Linked DNA regions of Mus musculus: region 1 is linked to region 2. A link is a contact called in public HiChIP or PLAC-seq data. All regions are on one chromosome and are shown on one strand. The core of a region is the stretch at or near the end of the contact, and the rest is flanking DNA. Distances in the headings are between cores, read along the strand shown. Region 1 overlaps Ep400 (E1A binding protein p400). Region 2 holds the start of P2rx2 (purinergic receptor P2X, ligand-gated ion channel, 2).

Region 1 (4,053 bases), core at 156-2,655, 360 kb after region 2:
TCCTCATCTCCAAAAACACCAAAACTAGCGACATGTCCCAAGACTGGGTTCACAAATTTGTATTTGTAAATTTATTATTAACATTCAAGTCTAACAGATTTTACTGAGTCACTCCAGAGAGCCAGATTTGGGTATAGACCAAATCTCGGGTGCTACACCTTCTCAAGAGGCAGGGTTGTTCCTTTTATAAAAGGACCATGTTTCAGAAACATCAGGATAAAGTGCCCTAACAGACAAATAGAAGCATCCAAAGTGTGTGAAAGGAATCTAGTCCCAGAAAGTGGGACAAGAGCATACCAGAAAGCACACCCCCTGATCCCATAAGGAAAGTGCACAGTGGTAGATGAGATGCCAAGTAGGCCACAGGCCAGACCCTGCTGCAATATCTGACAGAGACCCACAAGGCACACCAGGCTCAGGAAGCTGCAGTATGGAGTAGAGATCTTGAGTGAGAAAGCAGACCACAGCAAGGCATGTCCAGCACCCTAAGGCAGGTAGTGAAGACTGATATCAGGAGCACTTGAGAGTCATGGTGAAATGACTACAGGTTCTAAACCCAAACAACTGATCTAGAGGCTGCCTATAAAGAACCAGGCTCAGGAAGCCTGAGATCCTTGTGGGAAACGCCAGCTTAGTTATGCCAGGGACAACTCAGGTATGTAACAGAGAAAGGGGGGATACTGAGAAGCACTGCCAGGAGGGGATGCCACAGGAAACCTAGCTTGGATAACAGGAAAGCCAAACACAGCCAGCTCTTAGCCCTGTGATAAGGTTCCCTGATCAGGGCAGAGCACAAGAACTAAGTAAGACGCTATCCATCTAGCTTAAGAGAATAGACATGGAATCGAACTTAGACAACAGATATTTTTAAAGTTACCATGTTTGGCTTTGAGTGGGCTAAAACTAAGATTTACTTCCCTGAGTCTAAGAATAATGGACATTTCCAAAGAAAGGGTGGAGGTGAAGGGGGTGCAAGTGGAAGCAGGTGGGAACAGAAAGTAACCTCCCCCTGAGAGCCATAATTAGTATTCCTATGCATCTGGAGAGTGCAATGTAGAAATGAGGTTTATAAATCAGGTTTATAAATGGTGTCCAGAAACCTGGTTCCCAAGTGCAAAAATGGGGCCAAGGTGCACAAAGTCATAACACATTAGCTCTTGAATTGTGGCTCAGAGAAAAGGGGGAAAAAAAACATGAAAAGGTCTCACTGCCATTCTACTCAGAGCAGGAATCACAGAACCAACAAAGATCATTAAGACAAGGTGTGCCGGATCCAAAGTCATGACCTCTCACATCTCCACAACATATGACATCACTTCCAAGCACAAGTACCTCACTACTCTGTGGCACTGGCATAGTCACAGATGAACAAGTTCCATTCCCTAAACAATGACTTGTCAGAGCTCCTGCTTAAAGGACAACTGTGGTGGTTTGAATGGGTTCGGCCACCACAGAGTCAATGCCTGGTCATAGGGAGTGGTGCTATTAGGAGATGTGGCTTTTTTGGAGTAGATGTGACCTTGTTGGAGGAAGTGCCTCACTGTGTAGGCAGGCATTAAGGTCTCCTATGCTCAAGCTCCACCCAGACAGAACTAGAGTTTCCACCTGGCTGCCTTCGGATTAAGACGCAAAAGTCCTGGCCTTTGTGCACACTGCCATGCTTCCCTCCATGATGATAATAGACTAAACCTCTGAAACTTACGCCCCAATTAAATGTTTGCCTTTATGAGTTACTTAGATCACAGTGTCTCTTCATAGCAATAAAAGCCTAACTAAGACAATATACTAAGGAATTTAAGGGTAACTGAAGGGTTTTTCCTTTATCTGCTGGTGGTGGCATTTGACCTACATGGAAGCTCCAACTCCTTTCTCACAAAATTACTTCTAACTAGAACTAGCACATCACTAAGGTCAACAAAAGAAAATGTCAACATTTTGCTGAAATATTTGACAGAAACCAGTGCTACAGCAACATGGCCGAATATTTTCTGCTTGTGTATATGGAGGTTGATTGAACACAGTAAATGCTGTGAAGGTGCATTCACTGCTCCTACTCTAGACTAAATGACAGGCAAGAGTTGGGGGGTGAACTGTTTAGGTCATAGGATGATATAACATGGCATGGTTAATATGCCCCACTGGCTTCCTTCCAGAAAGACCATACTGACCAGGTGGAGTAATGGCTACTTTCAAAGAGTAAGCTGGTCAATCGTCTGCATCCATATTAACTACCCAGATATGATGGTTCAAATATGCTTAGCCTCCAGGAAGCGGCAATATTAGGAGGTGTGGCCTTGTTGGAGGAAGTGTGCCACAGTGTGTGGCAGGGTTCCTATGCTCAAGCTCCACCCAGTGCAGAAGAGAGACCTTCCTATCTGCAGATGATAGTCTTCTCCTGGCTGCCTTCTGATCAAGATGTAGAGCTCCTCCAGCACCACTGTCTGCCTGCATGCTGTCACGCTTCCTGCCATGATGATAATGGACTGAACCTCTGAAACTGTAAGCCAGCCGCAATTAAATGTCCTTTATAAGAGTTGCCTTGGTCATGGTGTCCAGTCACAGGAATGGAACCCTAAGACAACAGGCTAACACAAGCAGGAGCAGCACGCAGTGGAATAGATATCAAGCTACAATGGCAGGTGTGTAGATTAAGCATATATAATACCCGAGTAAGAGAAAGGGAAGAGAGGGTTTTCTGGAGCCTTCAGAGTTCCTGGTTGCCTCACTCATAGGCTCACTTACTGAGGCAACAGGGTGCATCGGCTTCTCATTGGTCAGGTAGGCAAACCAGCACTTACCTAGGCTGTAGGATGACATCCTCATATAAGGCCTTCTGACGACTGGAAAGGCGGCACTTCAGAACATGCTCATATTTCCTGGTTAGCTGTTTCTCCACATCTCTCTTGGTTCTCCTCAAAATAAATGGCTGTGTGACCTGGAGAAAATAATAACCATTTTTCTCGCCATGGTGTACTTAGCAGAGGGCAGATAAACTTTAAATGAGTCAGCTGTAGTCACAGAAGCAAACATACCCTGTGTAACCTTATGACCATTTTGTGATAGTAATCCTGGTTTTCCTCATTGGGGGCTTTCAGAGGAAAGCTCAGATAAGGCCTGGAGATCCCAGGAATGAGGAAGTGCACCATGGTCCAGAGCTCCAGGAAAGTGTTGTGCAGAGGAACATCGATCAGAAGCAGGCGCTGCTGGCTATAAACAAAATGGGGCAATGTTGGAACTTTGAAAACATAAGTAGGCTGCATAACTTTTCTACAGCAATGTATGAGAAAAGTGGAGACAGAAACTCTACATATGCCTTCAGGGAACGGACGGGCACAGTGGCACACACAGCACTTGGGGAAGAGGAAACTGAGTCAGAGGCAGGCAGACCTTTACATTCAAGGCCAGTCTGGTCTACATAGAAAGCTCCCGTATAACCAAGACTACATAGTGAGACCCTGTCTCAAAGAAAAGGACTGAACACAGGGATGCTGTGTCTCTTAGGTCCAACAATGCTGTGACAAAGGAGAAGGAAATTTCTTTTCACTAAATTGATATATGTATGCAATGATTTAAATTTCTTTAATGAATCTTTAGGTAAGAACAGCTGGAGATTTGAAGACAGAACACTTGGGTACAGTCAGACCTCTGCAGCTTGAAGATGGCTTCCCAGTGCCGCTCAGTCATGCCCTTCACCCTCTGCATTTCGTCAACAACAAGGCATTTCCAGTGCACCCTTGAGAAGGCAGTGTAGCCCCTGAAGAACTGCTTATAGGACGTGATGCAGATGTGGAAGTTATTGGGCTCGGTCCACTCCTGCAATACAGAAAGAAGCTCCATCTCCCCTGCAACCACCCCGAGGCAAGCTGTGAATATCACCAGCAATACAATCCATTCTGCAGAACAACTACACAAGAAAATTCCAAGGTATTATTATTCTCTGTTCTTCTAGAGCCTAATGGACTTTTGTTGACAATTTAGGCCTCTGTGTCTAGTGTCTAAACACTAGACACTAGACAATTAGGCTATTGTCTAGTGACAATAAGGCACTAGAAA
Region 2 (4,227 bases), core at 1,564-4,063:
TGGATGTGGAGTCCTGTTGGGAAGGCTCAGGGACAGGAGGCCTTTGTCCCATATGCTGGTCAAGAGTGTCCACCACCTGCTCAGTCAGAGCAGAGCTGGAGCAAGACCGAGGAGGCTGGACAGCCAGTGGTAGCTCTGCCCCTTCTCCCAAAGCTGGTCCTTCACCTGATGGAAGGCTGGGTGGCTGGTCCTGGGAGTAGTGACTAGGTGGGGGAGGGATCTGGCCCAAGACAAGGGCAAGGGTCACAGGCCATCTACTTGAGGGGTGCCTTGGGGTACGCACCTTGTCGAACTTCTTATGGCTGTAGAGCTTGTTTTTGTTCATGAACGTTAACAAAATCCAGTCACACAGAAAGGAGCCCTGAAATCAGCAGGTGCGAGTGGGTAAAGGCATACCAAGCACTCCCTACCTGACTCAGACCCCTAAGGGGATCTGGATTTCTTACCACCCCGATGGAGGTCAGAGCAGTGGCCAGATTGATGATGGTGGGAATGAGACTGAATTTCCCTGCCTGTAGACAACAGACATGCATTTAGTTAGACCTTCAACACAGGCTGCTTGAGGATGGGATGCTATAAGGGGCATGGAGCTAGCCCAGCACAGGCCTAGGTGGAACCCTTCAGCCGTGCGTACCTGTCCATGCACAATAACGTCAATTCGAATCCCATAGGCTTTGATGAGAGTTCGAGTGGTGGTGGTGCCGTTTATCTTGTAATATTTGGCAAACCTAGGGTCGAGGGAACCAAAGTAATGTCAAAGCTGTCAGTCTGAGGACTGTGGCACTCGAACACACCCATCTTCCTCTCTTTAGGACTTCTTCTGGTGGGACTATAGTCAACACAGCCACCACTGTCTGTCATGGATCCAGAACAAGGTACCTGAAGTTGTAGCCTGAAGAGGCAGGGTCATACTTGGGGTCGAGCCTCCGGAAAGAATATTTGGGGTTGCACTCTGATTCAGACAAGTCCAGGTCACAGTTCCAGTTGATGATGACCCCAATGACACCGCCCTGCAGAGAAGTGAGCCAAGGAGGGCTGAAGAACATAAAGCAGAAAAACCTCAAGGAATAGGGTTCAGCTCAGAGCCAAAGGTCCAGAGAGCTAGTCATTTCTGGTTTTGGAGGCAGTGAGGTACTAGCACCAGTCATGGGACCAGGTGTCAATAATTGAGCGGGTGCCTGCACAGACCGTGATCACATTTCTCCCCTCTGCCTAAACACAGCTAAAGCTAACCAAGACAAAGAAGGTACATCTAGATGCAGTAAAACCCTTCCTAGGCAGCAAATGCTGACACCCAGCTTCTCTGTCCCCATGCCCTCTGATCCTTACCTTGTGTGCCAGTTCTGTGAAGTTCTCTCCTGCTTGCTCTACAATGAAGCCCAGCCTGAAGATGGGACAGTATGGATCAGAGTCCTGATCAAACGTGCAGTGCTTCAGGTAGTCACTCTTCTGGCTTGCAATGTTGCCCCTAAGGAGAAGCAGAAAACAAACACCTGCTCCCAGCACATGCCTACATACTGGTCGGGCATTTGCAATTACTCCTCAGACTCACTTGGAGAACTTGAACTTGGGATAGTGGATGCTGTTCTTGATGAGGATGGTGAAATTTGGGGCCATTTTACCCAGAAAATGGCTGCAAAGTTACAGACAGTGGTTTAGTCTCCTTTCCCCCAAATCCCAAGGGCAGGAAGGAGGACATGGTCTCCCTCCTCCTCCCAGTTAATCTGATCTTCATCAGTAAGGAGAAAGGAGACTGCCGATGGGGTCTGTAGATCCTGCATACTTTTCAGAAGTCCCATCCTCCACCGGGCACCAGGCTGACACCTCGCAGGTCTTGGAGTCCCCATGGTAATAGGGTACACAGCGTCCTGTCCGAATCCCTACAGGACACACACTGGTTAATCTACTGAGGTCAGGCTAACCCTGCCTTCCCCACTGTCCCTGATGCACACTGACCATTGCCCTGCATGTCCAGCTGTCCGGCCACACAGTCGTCATCTAAATGGCAGGTAGAGCTGTGAACCCTCATGCTCTAGGGTGGAGATTGTAGGTTAGAGGGTAGACTCTGCAACTGGCCTAGGTTTTCCCAGACCACCCTTGACCGGCCTCACCTCTGGGCATGTTCCCAGGGTCTGGGAAGGAGTAACCTCGATCCTGGTGATGATGCTGACTACACTGCCCCCCTGGGTGCAGAAATAAAGGCGCGGTGGGCCTGTCAGCTCACTCAGACGGGTCACACCGCGGAGGAGCATCGGGCCTGGGGCAGGAAGCGCCGCACCTCCGGGGGCTTTACGTATTCCTCCACGTCCCACACTTTGTGTTCCGACATGGTGATCCCCTTGACTTTGGTGATGATGGAGCTCTCCGGACCGGTTTCGCTATCCTGGTAGCTTTTCTGCACGATGAAGACGTACCTGTGGGATAGGGCGGTGCCGGCTCCGGAGGCAACCCTGGAGAGACCAGGATATCCCTCTCCTAAAGCCCTAAGGGCGCCCGCACAAGCCCAGGGCTGAGTATCCCCTCCCGCCCGATTGCCCACTGTGCCCCGGCCGGCGCACCACACGAAGTAAAGCAGAATGAGCAGCTGCACCATGCGGTGCACGAATCCCAGGCGCCGATTCCGCACCACGATCACCTTGGGCGTCTCGTAGTCCCAGAACGCGGACCAGCAGCCCCGGGCCAAGCGCCGGACCATGGCCGCCCCCGCGGGAAGCCGGGGCTGTGCAGCGGCCATGGCCCAAGGAGCTCGGTCCACAAGAGCTGCTGGAGCGCCTCACACTCTCGGCCTCTCGTGGGCAGGCTGGGGGTGTGGCCTCGCTCCCCGCCCTTTGTGACAGTAGCAATCTAGTCCCTTTCCAGTCTTACTGAAGACTGCAGGTGCGGCGGGGTGCGGCTCAGAGTGCAGCCTGGTGGTGCAGTTGGTGGATCACAACTCCAGTTTGGTGACAAGAAGAGCGGAGAGGCCAGGCCAGCCCGGAGAGCCCCGGGAGGAGCCCAAGAGAAGCTCCACACTGGGCGCTTTCCTCATCACTCAGAGGATCAGGGGCTGACGGCAGGCACCCCAGGTTTCTCATAGCAGACACACAAGGGCGCAGCCCCAACCCTCATTTCTCCAAGGAACTGCCCAGCATTGGGATGTTAATTCCGCTTCCCCCTCCAACCCCCCCACACCCCTTGCAAACCGAAATTGTTTGCTGGTAACTGATCAGGTCTCTCCTGCGCCCAGGTTATTTGAAGCAAATACCAAACATCTTAATATGTCTCAGCGAGATGATTTTAAGCTGTCTTTTATGGAAATAAAATGCATTTAGCGTATGAACAACCCAATGAGTGTAGTACATGCTGCTGTACGTTGTGCAGTCCCCTTCATTGGACAACACAAAACCCGTTCTCCCACCTCAGAACAAACCCCTGTCCATAAAGCCGCCATTCCTGTTCCCACAGTAGTCTTCATGTCTCAAAAAGGTTTTTATTTGAAATACGATACCTACGTCTGGCTTTATCGTGTTTTCAAGATCCACCCACATCTTTGCTAATACTTCAAAGTAAGACCAGAGCAAATCCATCCTTGGCAAACCTGGACATCTCTTTGCTGTTGCTAATAGTACAGCTAAATTGCATATTTGAACTGTTTGATTAAATCTGACCAGTGCCTAGGGAGCAACGGCAATCTAATTTAGAACAACTGAATGCATAATTTTAGGGAATATTTTGTAACAAAAGACTGGGTCTTGGCCCATCTCAGACGCCAGTTGTCCAGATCCCTTCCAGACAGGACCTCCCCACCCGAAATCACCAAGCTGATCACATCCTTCCTGTTTTCCACCAAGGACCTTCATGGATCCTGGTGCCATTCTTTGTGAGTCCTTCTTTCTTAGAAAAGTCCTGCTTTAATTTGCCTGAGGCTGAGCATGCTTATACAAAACCAGTAATCCCACCACTTGAGAGGTGGAGACAGGAGGATTGTAAGTAGTCAGTCCTAGTCAATCATTAAAGAGCTAACAAGGAGAGCTGCTGGAGCTAGGTGGTGGAACACTTGTCTAGTACTTGTGAGGCCCTGGGTTAAGTCTCCACGCCCCCCACCCAGGGGCAAAAATCTCAAGTGAACGAACAGCCCACACACTATAGAACAGACAGAAGGATTGATAAATGAGAACAAACTGAGACTATTATCAGGGGGCAGAGTCAGCACCAGACATGAGCACCTGACTTAGGAGTGGAGAAAGG

Evidence for each region. HiChIP or PLAC-seq counts read pairs in DNA pulled down with a chosen protein or histone mark.
Region 1: an HNF4G HiChIP or PLAC-seq map of pancreatic cancer cells shows a contact between it and region 2. The contact joins the enhancer-like site here to the promoter of P2rx2 in region 2. A contact is called at or near these places in 15 of 39 promoter capture datasets (the 3T3-L1 cell line, the C10 cell line, the HPC-7 cell line and 9 more), 2 of 484 Hi-C or Micro-C datasets (the G1E-ER4 cell line and embryonic stem cells), 6 of 115 datasets of contacts at active chromatin or transcription factors (effector CD8 T cells, embryonic limb bud, embryonic stem cells and 2 more) and 2 of 9 other capture datasets (adipose tissue and embryonic stem cells).

Annotation. Positions count from the first base shown.
Region 1 is chr5:110,705,131-110,709,183 of GRCm38.p6, forward strand. It overlaps Ep400 (E1A binding protein p400), which reads right to left. Exons shown (of 52, transcript NM_029337.2): 17 at 3,644-3,813; 18 at 3,033-3,207; 19 at 2,799-2,935. Among named protein-coding and RNA genes, the nearest start is that of Gm22716, 30 kb to the left of the region's middle. Within about 2 kb of position 1,406, at least 5 of the 459 cell types and tissues checked have an H3K27ac peak or open chromatin away from gene starts, as enhancers often do. A contact at or near this core is called in pancreatic cancer cells, where this site is marked.
Region 2 is chr5:110,340,222-110,344,448 of GRCm38.p6, forward strand. It overlaps P2rx2 (purinergic receptor P2X, ligand-gated ion channel, 2), which reads right to left and starts at 2,814. Exons shown (of 11, transcript NM_153400.4): 1 at 2,559-2,814; 2 at 2,279-2,414; 3 at 2,112-2,183; 4 at 1,957-2,032; 5 at 1,784-1,880; 6 at 1,553-1,633; 7 at 1,330-1,468; 8 at 880-1,010; 9 at 635-728; 10 at 447-512; 11 at 1-361. The coding sequence starts at 2,734.